Linked DNA regions of Sus scrofa: all the other regions are linked to region 3. The links are chromatin contacts, called in public Hi-C and targeted proximity ligation maps. All regions are on one chromosome and are shown on one strand. The core of a region is the stretch at or near the end of the contact, and the rest is flanking DNA. Distances in the headings are between cores, read along the strand shown. Region 1 overlaps LOC102157603. Region 2 holds the start of ZC3H7A (zinc finger CCCH domain-containing protein 7A). Region 3 overlaps LITAF (lipopolysaccharide-induced tumor necrosis factor-alpha factor).

The links. Hi-C and Micro-C count contacts between places; a contact is called where the count stands out from the background.
Region 1: a targeted proximity ligation map of alveolar macrophages shows a contact between it and region 3. A contact is called at or near these places in 1 of 47 Hi-C or Micro-C datasets (embryonic fibroblasts) and 1 of 2 datasets of targeted methods (alveolar macrophages).
Region 2: a contact with region 3 is called in a Hi-C map of liver, with 4 times the contacts expected there. A contact is called at or near these places in 1 of 5 promoter capture datasets (liver), 7 of 47 Hi-C or Micro-C datasets (embryonic fibroblasts, epiblast stem cells, liver and 3 more) and 1 of 2 datasets of targeted methods (alveolar macrophages).

What each region holds. Positions count from the first base shown.
Region 1 is chr3:31,742,107-31,745,675 of Sscrofa11.1, reverse strand. It overlaps LOC102157603, which reads right to left. Exons shown (of 53, transcript XM_021086611.1): 33 at 1,310-1,447. Among named protein-coding and RNA genes, the nearest start is that of RMI2, 71 kb to the left of the region's middle.
Region 2 is chr3:31,330,732-31,334,033 of Sscrofa11.1, reverse strand. ZC3H7A (zinc finger CCCH domain-containing protein 7A) reads right to left here and starts at 1,548. Exons shown (of 23, transcript XM_021086593.1): 1 at 1,404-1,548.
Region 3 is chr3:31,545,785-31,549,520 of Sscrofa11.1, reverse strand. The region is part of intron 1 of LITAF (lipopolysaccharide-induced tumor necrosis factor-alpha factor); the gene reads right to left. Among named protein-coding and RNA genes, the nearest start is that of LITAF, 65 kb to the right of the region's middle.

The DNA.
Region 1 (3,569 bases), core at 481-2,980, 200 kb before region 3:
TGCTTAGCCCAGAGCTAGACCCGTGGATGGTGCCATGTGGGGGCTGCTGAGGTGGGTGGTAGACTTTCTCAAACATTTAATGAGCAGGTATTATGTCCTCGACCAGGGCTGAGTACTGGGGTCCAATGATAACCAATACTAGTCCTGGCCCTTCGGGGGCTCCAGGTTGATGGAGAGAGGGTCACAGAAACAGAAAATGGTAGGACAAGGTGACAAGAATGGCCATGAAAGATATGCAAGGAACAAAGGAACACAGAGAAAGTAGGTGATGAACAAAGCAAGGAAGGGCATTCTAAGCAGAAGGAACAGTCTGTGCAAAGGCTCAGCAAGGGGCACTCTCCCTGCTGGTGGGTGCCACAGGTGGAGGGTGGCTCAAGGGCACTGTAGGGGACTTTTGTGGGTAGGAGCATAGTTTACTCTCTCTCTCTTTTTTTTTGGCTGTGCCCACAGCATGCGGAAATTCCTGGGCACGGTATTGAACCCACGCCACAGCAGTGACAATGCTGGATCCTTAACCTCTAGGCTACCAGGGAACTCCCATGCTCTTAAATGTCTCTAAAACTCATTGCTACCGCCCCACCTTGGTCCATGACACCATCATTCTCGCCCAGCTCACTGGCGTCTCTGCTGCCCCCTGCTGGTCCCTCCCAACACAGCAGCTCAGGGAATCCAAAAGCATCATTTGGATCACGTCCTCAAAAGACCTCCAGGTTCAAAGAGACTAAAATCCAAACTCCTCCCTGTGGCCTGACAGGCTCTGCATGCCTGGACCCCCTCCTGCTCACTGTCTCCCCCTTACCCACTGTGCTCCAGCCCAGTGGCCATTCCTTCAACATACCCAATTCATTCCTGCCCCAGGCCCTTTGCACATCTTGTTCTCTCTGCCTGGAATGCCCTTTCGCCAGCTTGCCAATGGCTGATACTTCCTTGCCTGTCATTGGGGGTAGTTCAAATGTCTCCCCCTTAGTGGGGCCTATCCTGGACACCTGCATAGTTCTCCGTAATTCCTACTCGCATCCCCTATTCTGTTTTTTCTATAGGCTATATCATCATCTGGCCTTTTTCCTTCTTATTTTTTGGTCAGTCTCCCCACTATACTCTACACTTGAGGAAGGACCCATCAGGCCTGTTCCAGGCAATATTCTCAGCTTCTGGAATAGTTCCCGGCTTGGTACCTAGAAGATGCTCAAAAAATGGAAACTGACATCACAGCCCTGCCTGCACCGGATCCTTCCCGGAATCTCTCTTATTTCAAAGAGCTGCCCCAGGAACCACCCCCTCTGCCCTGGCCCTGGCCCCCTCCACACACCTGGGGGAAGGTCTGTTCCAGCTTGATGATGTTGGCAAGACTGTTCTTGGCAGCTACGAGCCTGGTGCCGACGTGGAAATGATGCTCCTCCATCCTCAAGACAAACGTGCTCTCGGCTCCACCCTCCGAGTATCGCAGCTGGGTTGGAAGAAAAGCAGGTCAGATCTTTGCAGGTGTAACACTCAGGAAGACGCTGGCTCCATGCTCTACGTAAGCTCTGCTTCCCAAAGCCCCAGGCCCCCCCCAAACTCACAGCTCCCTGGGTGGGATAAAGGCTGATGTGAGGGTCCTGAATCTCCATTTCAACGACCAGGTGTGACCATGACAACAATCTCCCAGTGCCCTTCACGCTATGACACTGACTTGAAAAGAGCCAGTGGCCTGGGCGGGCAGGCAAGAATTCTAGCTGTACGATCACTGTAGACAGCAGGACGGGCAAATGCCCAGGACCACACACAGGCATCGGGCATGGCATCCAACATGGCTCTTCCAGGTATGGGTGAAGAACCTCCGGCTAGTTCTTTACCTACACGAGCCTCCCTTTCCAACCTGATAAATGGCGATAAGGATACCTGCTTTATTAATGGGTTGATATGAAAATTATATGAAATAATGTGCTAACTTCCACGTTGGCCGGATAGCGGAAATCACTTAGGGCACTTGCTAAAAATACAGATTCTAGGCCCCACCCTAAGACCTTTAAAAATGGAACCTCTTGGAACAGGGCCTAGAACTGGTGTTTTTAAAAGCTCTGCAGATGCCCCATTAACTTTGCGATGCCCCTGTGAAAAATGTCCACCTTGAATTACGTCTTAGACAAACAATCTGACAAATTCAGATGTGTGATTAAAAAAAATTGCCTGGACACTGGCAAGTCGCTAGTGTTTTGTTTTGTTGTCTTTTTGTCCTTTTAGAGCAGCACCTGCGGCATATGGAGGTTCCCAGGCCAGGAGTCAAATCAGAGCTGTAGCCGCTGGCCTACACCACAGCCACAGCCATGCAGAATCCGAGCCGCATCTGCGGCCTACACCACAGCTCACGGCAATGCCCGATTCTTAACCCACTGAGCAAGGCCAGGGATCGAACCTGCAACCTCATGGTTCCTAGTTGGATTTGTTAACCGCTGCGCCACGACAGGAACTCCTGGAGTCAGCCTTTCTGGCCAAAGTTGTCCCTCCTCCTGATCTTGCAAATAAAGTGTTACTGGAACACAGTCAGGCCCATTTATTTAAATACTGTCTGTGGCTGCTTTTTCGTTGCAGGGGTGAGATGAACAGTTGCAAGAGAGCCGGAATTGGGTGTAAAGGCTAAAACAGTTCTTACAAAACAGCTGGAAAGGGCATTATTGCACAAGAAGAATTCTTGTGGCAACTGGGAAATGTTTTACAAACTATATGTCTGATAATGTCACCCGTTAAGTTTCCTGAATTTTGTAATTCTATTGGGTCACACAAGAAAATAGCCTTGTTACAGGAATAAAGAGGTATGCTATCTCCGAAAACATCTCAGGATCAACTCATGACAATACAGAAAAAAAAATGGGTACGAATACACAAATGTATAAGCATATGTAAGTATAAGCGGAAAGATGTGGCAAGATATTACCAATCGGTGCTATAAGAGAAATACCCGGGATGTATGGATAACAGGATGACTGCAGCCAAGCCTGCTGTCTGGTATATTTGAAAGTTAAGAGACCAGATCCTGGGAGTTCCCACTGTGGTGCAGCAGTGGGATAAAACATCACGATAAAACCGGTGGAGGGAATCCGATTTACGAATGTCCACCGTCCTACAGGAACTTTCCTATAGGTTGGAAATTATTCAAAATAAAAACGGGGGAAAACGAAATGGTGCCCTGAATGGTGGGTGCCGTGAATGTGGGGAGCACAGAGATTGTACATGCGTGAGCGGGGACAGGCCTGGCACACAATAGGTGCCCTATAAACAATGGCAGCCTGCGCCAGGCCAGGGAGGGGGCGGCGAGTGGGGTTAGGAAGCGACCCATGGGGGAGTGTGATCGCTCACTTGTTGGCTGCCCGTTTGTTCATTCATTCTCCTTCACGGAGCATCTATGAGGTGCTGGGCCCTGTGCCAGGTCCTGGGTACACCCTCCAGGACACCCTGATTGGGGGAAGAGGGGCAGACAGAAATAAACAGTGGCAGCCCAGAGGGTGGGGGTCTCACGGGCCCTCCCCGCTAACTCGAGGACCCCCAGATGCCACCCTCAGGGCAGATGCACGTGTGCCGGAGGTCCTGCA
Region 2 (3,302 bases), core at 299-2,798, 220 kb after region 3:
CAAAGAAAATTCTGTCCATGAACTTGACTGCAAATGAGGACAAAATCCTCCTTAAGCCATGGGCTCGACAGTTCAGCGGAGGGTGAGAAGGAAGAGTGTCTAGGAGAGAGGAGGCCACATGCCATCAGAGAAGCAGGCAAAGAGAAAACAGATGGCAGAAGCTCCTACTACCCCTGCCCTCATTCCAATGCTCCAGCTGAACGCTGTCCAACAGAAATATGCCAGTCGTACATTTAATTTTCAATGTTCAAGTAACTGTGTTAAAAAGAAGTAAAAAGAAACCAATGACAATAATATATTTGAGTCAACCCACTATGTTCAAAACAGTATCATCTCAACCGCTATTATTTAACTTGGAAAGAATTATGAATGAGATATCTTTACTTTTTTTCCTTACTAAGCGTTCAAAATCAGGTGTGTCTTTTTCACTGGGAGCACATCTCAACTCCGTCTAGCCACATTCCAAGTGTTCAACAGCTCCTTGCGGCCAGTGGCCACCTTCCCGGGCAGGGCACCTCGAGTCTGGGCAGACCCTCGGTCCTTAAATACCAAACACGGCACCTTCTTTCATGCCTACATTCCGGGGGACAGGGAAAATACTCAACTCCCGATAAATTCACCCAATCAGGGTGCAGGCGCGACCTCTCGGGGACCAGCCGGAGCTTTCCAGCTGGACCACACCCCGGCAATGACCGTCCCCAACAGGAAATTCACGCTAATGGGAACTGACAGGTCCTCATTCTTTAAGGGTGGGGAAAGAAACCTAAAGCCTGGCCGTCTCCAGATCCACAAAAAAGATAGGAAACAATTCGCCGCGCGTCCTAGACGTGCGCCCCGCGCAAAAAAAAAGGGGGGGGGGGAACAGCCCGAAATAAACGAGCCAAGCGCACCGGGCTCATCCTTCCCGCCCCCAAACCTACGGTACTGAATTAGGGGTCCCCGATCACAGAAACAGAGAGAAATAATGAAAACAAAAAAATCCTTTTTTTTTTTTTTAGTTAAATAACCAGAGAGGAGGTATTTTGCCAACGGAAATGCACGCAAGCATGGGATGGAGGGAGCGGGAGCCCTCTACGCCCCGCTAGGGGGACACGCGCCCCCAGGGTGAGACCCCCGCCGCCCCCATCGGAGGGAGGGGACAAGGACCCGCCCGCCCGCGGAGCCCCGCGGCGGCGCGCGCTCGGACCGCCCCTCCGCAGGGGCCGCGCGCCCTTTGTGGCCGAGCCCTCCGCCCCCTCGGCTGCCGCGGGGCGGCCTTGCGCGCCGCCCCTCCCCCGCCCGGCGTCCGTTACCGGCGCGCGCGAGCACGAGGCGGCGGCGGGGGCGCGCCGGGCGGGGGCGCCGGCGGGGGAGGGGCGGCGCGCGGGCCGGGAGGGCGGCGGGGCCCGGCGGGACCCACCTACCTGCGGGGACGGCCGCGCCGGGGGACGGACAGCAGCGCGCGGTGAGCGGGCGGCGGCGGCGGCGGCAGCGGCCTGGGCGCTCGCTCTCACCTTCCCTCCGCGACCGGCGGCGGCGGCGGCTCCGCTGCGCCCGCGCGGCGCCCTCTAGTGGCCGGAGGCCGCGCCCGCCGCCCGGGAGACGCGGCCATTGGCTGCGACCGCGAGCGTCGGCGCCGGGGGCGGTGGCGGCGGCGACGCCACGTCGGGCCGGGCTGCAGAGATCCTCCGCCGTGGGTTCCGGGGCCGCCTCCCGAGCGGGAGCGCGGTCCGCAGCGGGCTGGGACCGCGGGAGGGAGCGAGTAGGGCCAAGGGATGCTCGGACGCGCCGGTGCTGAGAACTAATTCTGGGTGGACGTGCAATTCACATGCGCCGTGGGTGTTTTTTCTGGGCAGCGGCCCTGGAGCCGAAGAGCAGGGAGTTAGAACAGCGTCTACCAGGGAGCTGACCTAGTTTCGGGTATGGGGAGGCCTCCCCGGAGACACTTTATTTAGCAAATCCTAAGCCGGTGTTTCGTACTTTGCCAATTGTAACCCTTCGGAGCCTCAGAACAAGCATCGTTGTCCCCATTCCTACACCCCTACAGCAGAGGAAGGGGGGCAGAGCTCAGGAGCAGCTCTGGGTTGGACCCTGAGCGGGCCTGGCTCCCTGCCTTTCAGGTCTCCGCCCAAATGCCACCTCATCCACCTGTATTTTCAACAGCCCACTGTGCTCTAGGGCTCAGCAGTGGGCAAGGCAGGGTCTCTGTCCCATAGCGGGATGGGGAGTAGCGGTGGGGACCCTCCGAGACGCGAAGGAGACCATTTCCGACGGTGTAAACCGAGATTACAGCAGGGGAATGAGACCGTGATGGGCGGGCTTCACTTACGGTAGAGGGATGACTCTGGGAAGGTTCTGAGAAGGTGATGGCCAGGGAGATGGAGAATGTTCTCCAGGCAGAGGGAAGGGCGAGTGCAAAGGCCTTGAGGCTGGAGCTTGAACAGGAGAGTCCTCTTTGGCTGGTGGCAGGGAGGGAGGGTGGGCGGGTGATGGGGGACTTTGGAGTTTATTCTGTGTGGCACTAATGGGTCTGATTTGGGAGTGACAGGATGTGATTTGCACCTGAGAAAAGCTCTCTGGCTACTGTGCAGAGACTGAGCCATAGGAGGGGTGAGAAAAAGGGAGAAACTAGCCCGGTGACTCTGACAGTGGTCTGAGTAGATTTACAAACCAGATGTATTCATTAGCTCAGGCTGCTGTAACAAAATATGGCAGGTTTGGAGGCTTTTTTTTTTTTTTTAATTGAATTATGGTAATGTGTTAATTTCTGCTGTACAGCTAAGTGACTCATATATCCACACAGGCACACCCACATCTACATAACACGCATTCTTTTTCGTATTCTTCTCCATTATGGTTTATCACAAGATACTGAATATAGTTCCTTCCCTGTATTATCCAGTAGAACCTTGTTATTTAGCTTGTATATACTAGCTTGGATCTGTTCAACCCAAACTCCCAGTCCTCCCTTCTCCCCGCCCCCCAAGGTTAAGTCCGTTTCACCTGCTTAAGTCCGTTTTCTATGCACAGACCTGGAGGCTTAAATTAGAATTCATTTTTTCATGTTCTGGAGGTTGGAAGTCCAAGATCAAGGTGTTGGCAGGGTTGGTTTGTGAAGAGAACTCTCCCCTTGGCCTGCAGAGGACAGCCTTCTTGCCGTGTCTTCACGGGGCCTTTGCCGGGTATGTAAGCATTTCTCTTCCTGTAAGGACACCTGTCATGTTGGCTTGCCCCCCGCACCTCATGACTTCACTTAATTACCTCCGGGGAAGCCCTATCTTCTTGTTAGGGGTTAGGGCTTCACCATGTGAGTTTCGATGGAC
Region 3 (3,736 bases), core at 456-2,955:
GGTGAAAGTTATCTTTCTCTAACTTATTTCACTTGATATGAAAATCTCTAGGTCCACCCACGTTGCTGCAAATGGCATTGTTTCAAACCTCTCTCTCTTTTTTTTAATGTTATGGCTGCATCCGAGGCATATGGAAGTTCCTGGGTCAGGGACTGAATCCAAGCCACAGCTGCGACTGACACCACAGCTGTGACAACGCTGGATTCTTAACCCAATATGCCACGGCGGAACTCCCAAACCTCTCTCTTTTTTTTTAACGGGAGGGAAAAAAAGAGCCTCTTCGGCAAACCCGCATGTGCCCTCCCCAGGTTGGTCTCTCAAAAGTCCTCTCACCTGTATGCCTGAGGCTAACACAGGTGAAATGATGTCGTCATCCCTTTGTCCCATGTACTGGGTCTCACGTCCCCTCCCTTCCCAGCAACTGGCCCTCCGCCCCTCCCTGCGGATTTGCAGGCAGATGAACGCCACTGATCACGTGTCTCTGGTGAGAAGATGTGCTCCACTGTTTGCACTGTATCATCCCCAGACGTCTGCTAACAACGTCCTATTTGCCCAAGTAAAATTCTTCCCTTGGCATTTTGTACTACGATCCATTTTCCATGCTGGAGGTTCTGCAGGCTGACGGTGAATGCAGGACCGGGGAGGCAGGGACCTTCCCTTGCTGGCCTTAAGGAACCATTGGGGGAGGTACAGTTAACCACGGCGGGAAACAGCCCAGACTCCAAGGCAAGCAGAGGGTCTAAGACAGTGAAGGACACAGAAAAGGGCAGAACAGGAAGAGGGCAGAACAACGTGGCCAGAGACACAGAGGCAGGCACACCTGTGTCCTGCGGGGAGGTGAGCAGTGATTGGCCAGGAGGGGGGCGGGGTTACGGGAGCCTTTGCACCATCTGGAGGCTGGACCTTTCAGGAGGCCTTCAGGTCTTGGCGCAGTGGTTAACAAATCCGACTAGGAACCATAAGGTTGCGGGTTTGATCCCTGGCCTTGCTCAGTGGGTTAACGATCCGGCGTTGCCATGAGCTGTGGTGTAGGTCGCAGACGCATCTCCGACCCCGCGTTGCTGTGGCTCTGGCATAGGCCGGCGGCTGTAGCTCCGATTTGACCCCTAGCCTGGGAACCTCCATATGCTGTGGGAGCGGCCCAAGAAAAGGCAAAACGACCAAAAAAAAAAAAAAAAAAGAGGCTGGACCTTTCAGGGAGGGATTCCCCCCCGCCGCCCCCAATATGTTCTGTTTCATTACCCAACAAACCAAAAGCGACTCCTGCCAAGGAAAATTCAGACGCTAAAAATAAGCCTCCAAACCTAGAATACCAGGAGAAACCAACCACAGCCAAAGCCACCCAACAACGCCGCAACAGTATAAACACACATCAAAGGGCAGAGAAGGGGTCCGCACTCCGGATCACGTCTCTCAACACAACGAAAACTCCAGTCTCACAACTTCTGGTGTTTCTTTATTCTGATCAAGGCCCCTTTTCAATATCCCTCTCCCAAAAGTCTCTTAACCATTTTCTCAAATGATCCCCTATTTCTCTCTGCCTCCTTAAAGTCTCAGTTTAAAAAAAAAAAAAAAAAGCAGAAGCAGAAAAGAAGAAGAAAAAAAAAAGAAAATGCTTGTGTCAGCATCTTGCGGTCCTGCCACTCCCACCCAACTCCCCACCCAACTCCTCTCCCCTGCTTCCAAGCCTCCAAGGACCAGGAAGCCTGAACGCAGGGTGTAAGAACTCTGTGTCACAAAAGAGTTACTAGTTTCCTTGGGTGCCTCCCAGGAGGAAAGTAAACAAGCTTCCGCATTTGCCTTGATAAATATCTGGTTTACTGGGGAGACGGGTACTTGCTTATTTCCTCAATCCTGGCTATATTCCAGATGACGGGGTGGAGGGGGGGCATTATGACTGTCAGGCCTTTAAAAATGACAGAACCGCCTTTGAAAATGACAGAACCCGTCCTGCCTTTAGCAAGCCTGAAGGTGGGAACGGGCTGGTGAACGGGTGACCCTCTGTCGTCTTTTACAGCCGTCTTTTTTACCGCCTGATCCGCTTCCCCTGGCCCATCCCCAGCCCAGCCCTCGAGGACATGCGCCTTCCTCGTGCGTCCTAATTGCTTCCTGTCTGCAAATGAGATTCTGTTCCCCTCACTGGACCGCATTACACCCTTCCCGGGGAGGGCTGTGTTCATGCTTCCTGGATTCCCACAGAGCTTTAAGACACCAATGCAATGCGTCCTGGTCCAGCGGGGACTCCAAGAGTGTATTTGGCACCTCTATCCCGTGTATGATGGGAACAGCTCTCGTGCAAACTCTTTATTTTGTTCTTTTTTTGGTTGATTTGTTTGTTTGGAGGGCCACACCTGCCGCGAGTGGAAGTTCCCAGGCCAGGTAGGGGTCGAATCAGAGATACAGCTGCCTGCCTATGTCCCAGCCACAGCAACGCCCGATCCAAGCCAGGTCTGCAAGCCTACGCTTCAGCTTAGTGCAAGCTCTGTAGAAACATGTATTTTGGGGGAGTAGTTTATTTTTTTCGGTTTGAGGTATAATAGACATACAGCACTGTAGAAACGTAAGGTGTACAACAAAATGCTTTCCTTTACAAGCATCATAAAGTGATGACCACAACAGGTGTAGGGAAGAGCCAACCTCTCATACAGACACGACACTATAAGAAATCGGAAACATCAAAAGAAAATCGGAAACAAAATCCTTTCCTTGCGATGAGACCTCTTAGGATTTACTCTCTTGCTAACTTTCATTTATATTGTACAGCAGTGTTCATTATCTTTATTATGCTGTATTTTACATGCCAAGGACTTATTATCCTATAATTGGAAAAGTGTGTTTTTTAAATGAAGACAGATCTTTCTTCCAGAAGAGTTCCAAATGATGTGTAGAGGCCCCTCCCTCCAGGAAGTGGAGCTTAATCTCACCCCTCCCGCTCTTGGGCGTGGGCCGAATTTCGCCTCTGGCTTATATGTATTTATTTTTTGCTTTTTAGGGCCACTGCAGCATATGGAAGTTCCCAGGCGAGGGGTCGAACTGGAGCTGCCGCTGCCAGCCTATGCCACAGCCACAGCAACACGGGATCTGAGCTGTGTCTGGGACCCACACCGCAGCTCACTGGCAACGCAGGATCCTTAACCCCCTGCGTGAGGCCAGAGATGGAACCCAGCGTCCTCATGGATATGAGTCGGGTTCGTTACTGCTGAGCCACAGCAGAAACTCCCGAGCACCTTGCTTTAAAAGAATACCCTAGGGAAGGAGAAAAAGAGTAACAATACAAAGGAGAAACCTGGCAAATGCTACCTTAACATAGCAACAAAGGCTAACATTATTATGATGTCACGCGGGTGTCACATGCTGTGACGAGCCCTTCGTCTCTGTGGTGCTCTTCCCCCAAAACCCCTAACTCCAGGGAAATCATGAGAAAAATATCAAACAAACCCAATGTGACAGAAATCTCGGCCCAGTCCTCCCCAGAGACAATCACAAGAAACAGGTAAAGCCTAAGACACTGCAGGAGACCACAGGGGACTGGGGATGGGGTGGTTAAGCGCAGTGGGATACCCTGGATGGGACTTCGGAACAGAAGAAGGGACATTGGGGAAACACTGGCAAACGCCAAAGAAAGTCTGGAGTGAGGTGAATGGTGAGGTACCCATGTCAGTTTCCTAGACTGACAAACGTCCTGCGGTGACGGTGACGATGCAAAGAGAGGGGAAAGTTGGGTTAGGGGTAGGCA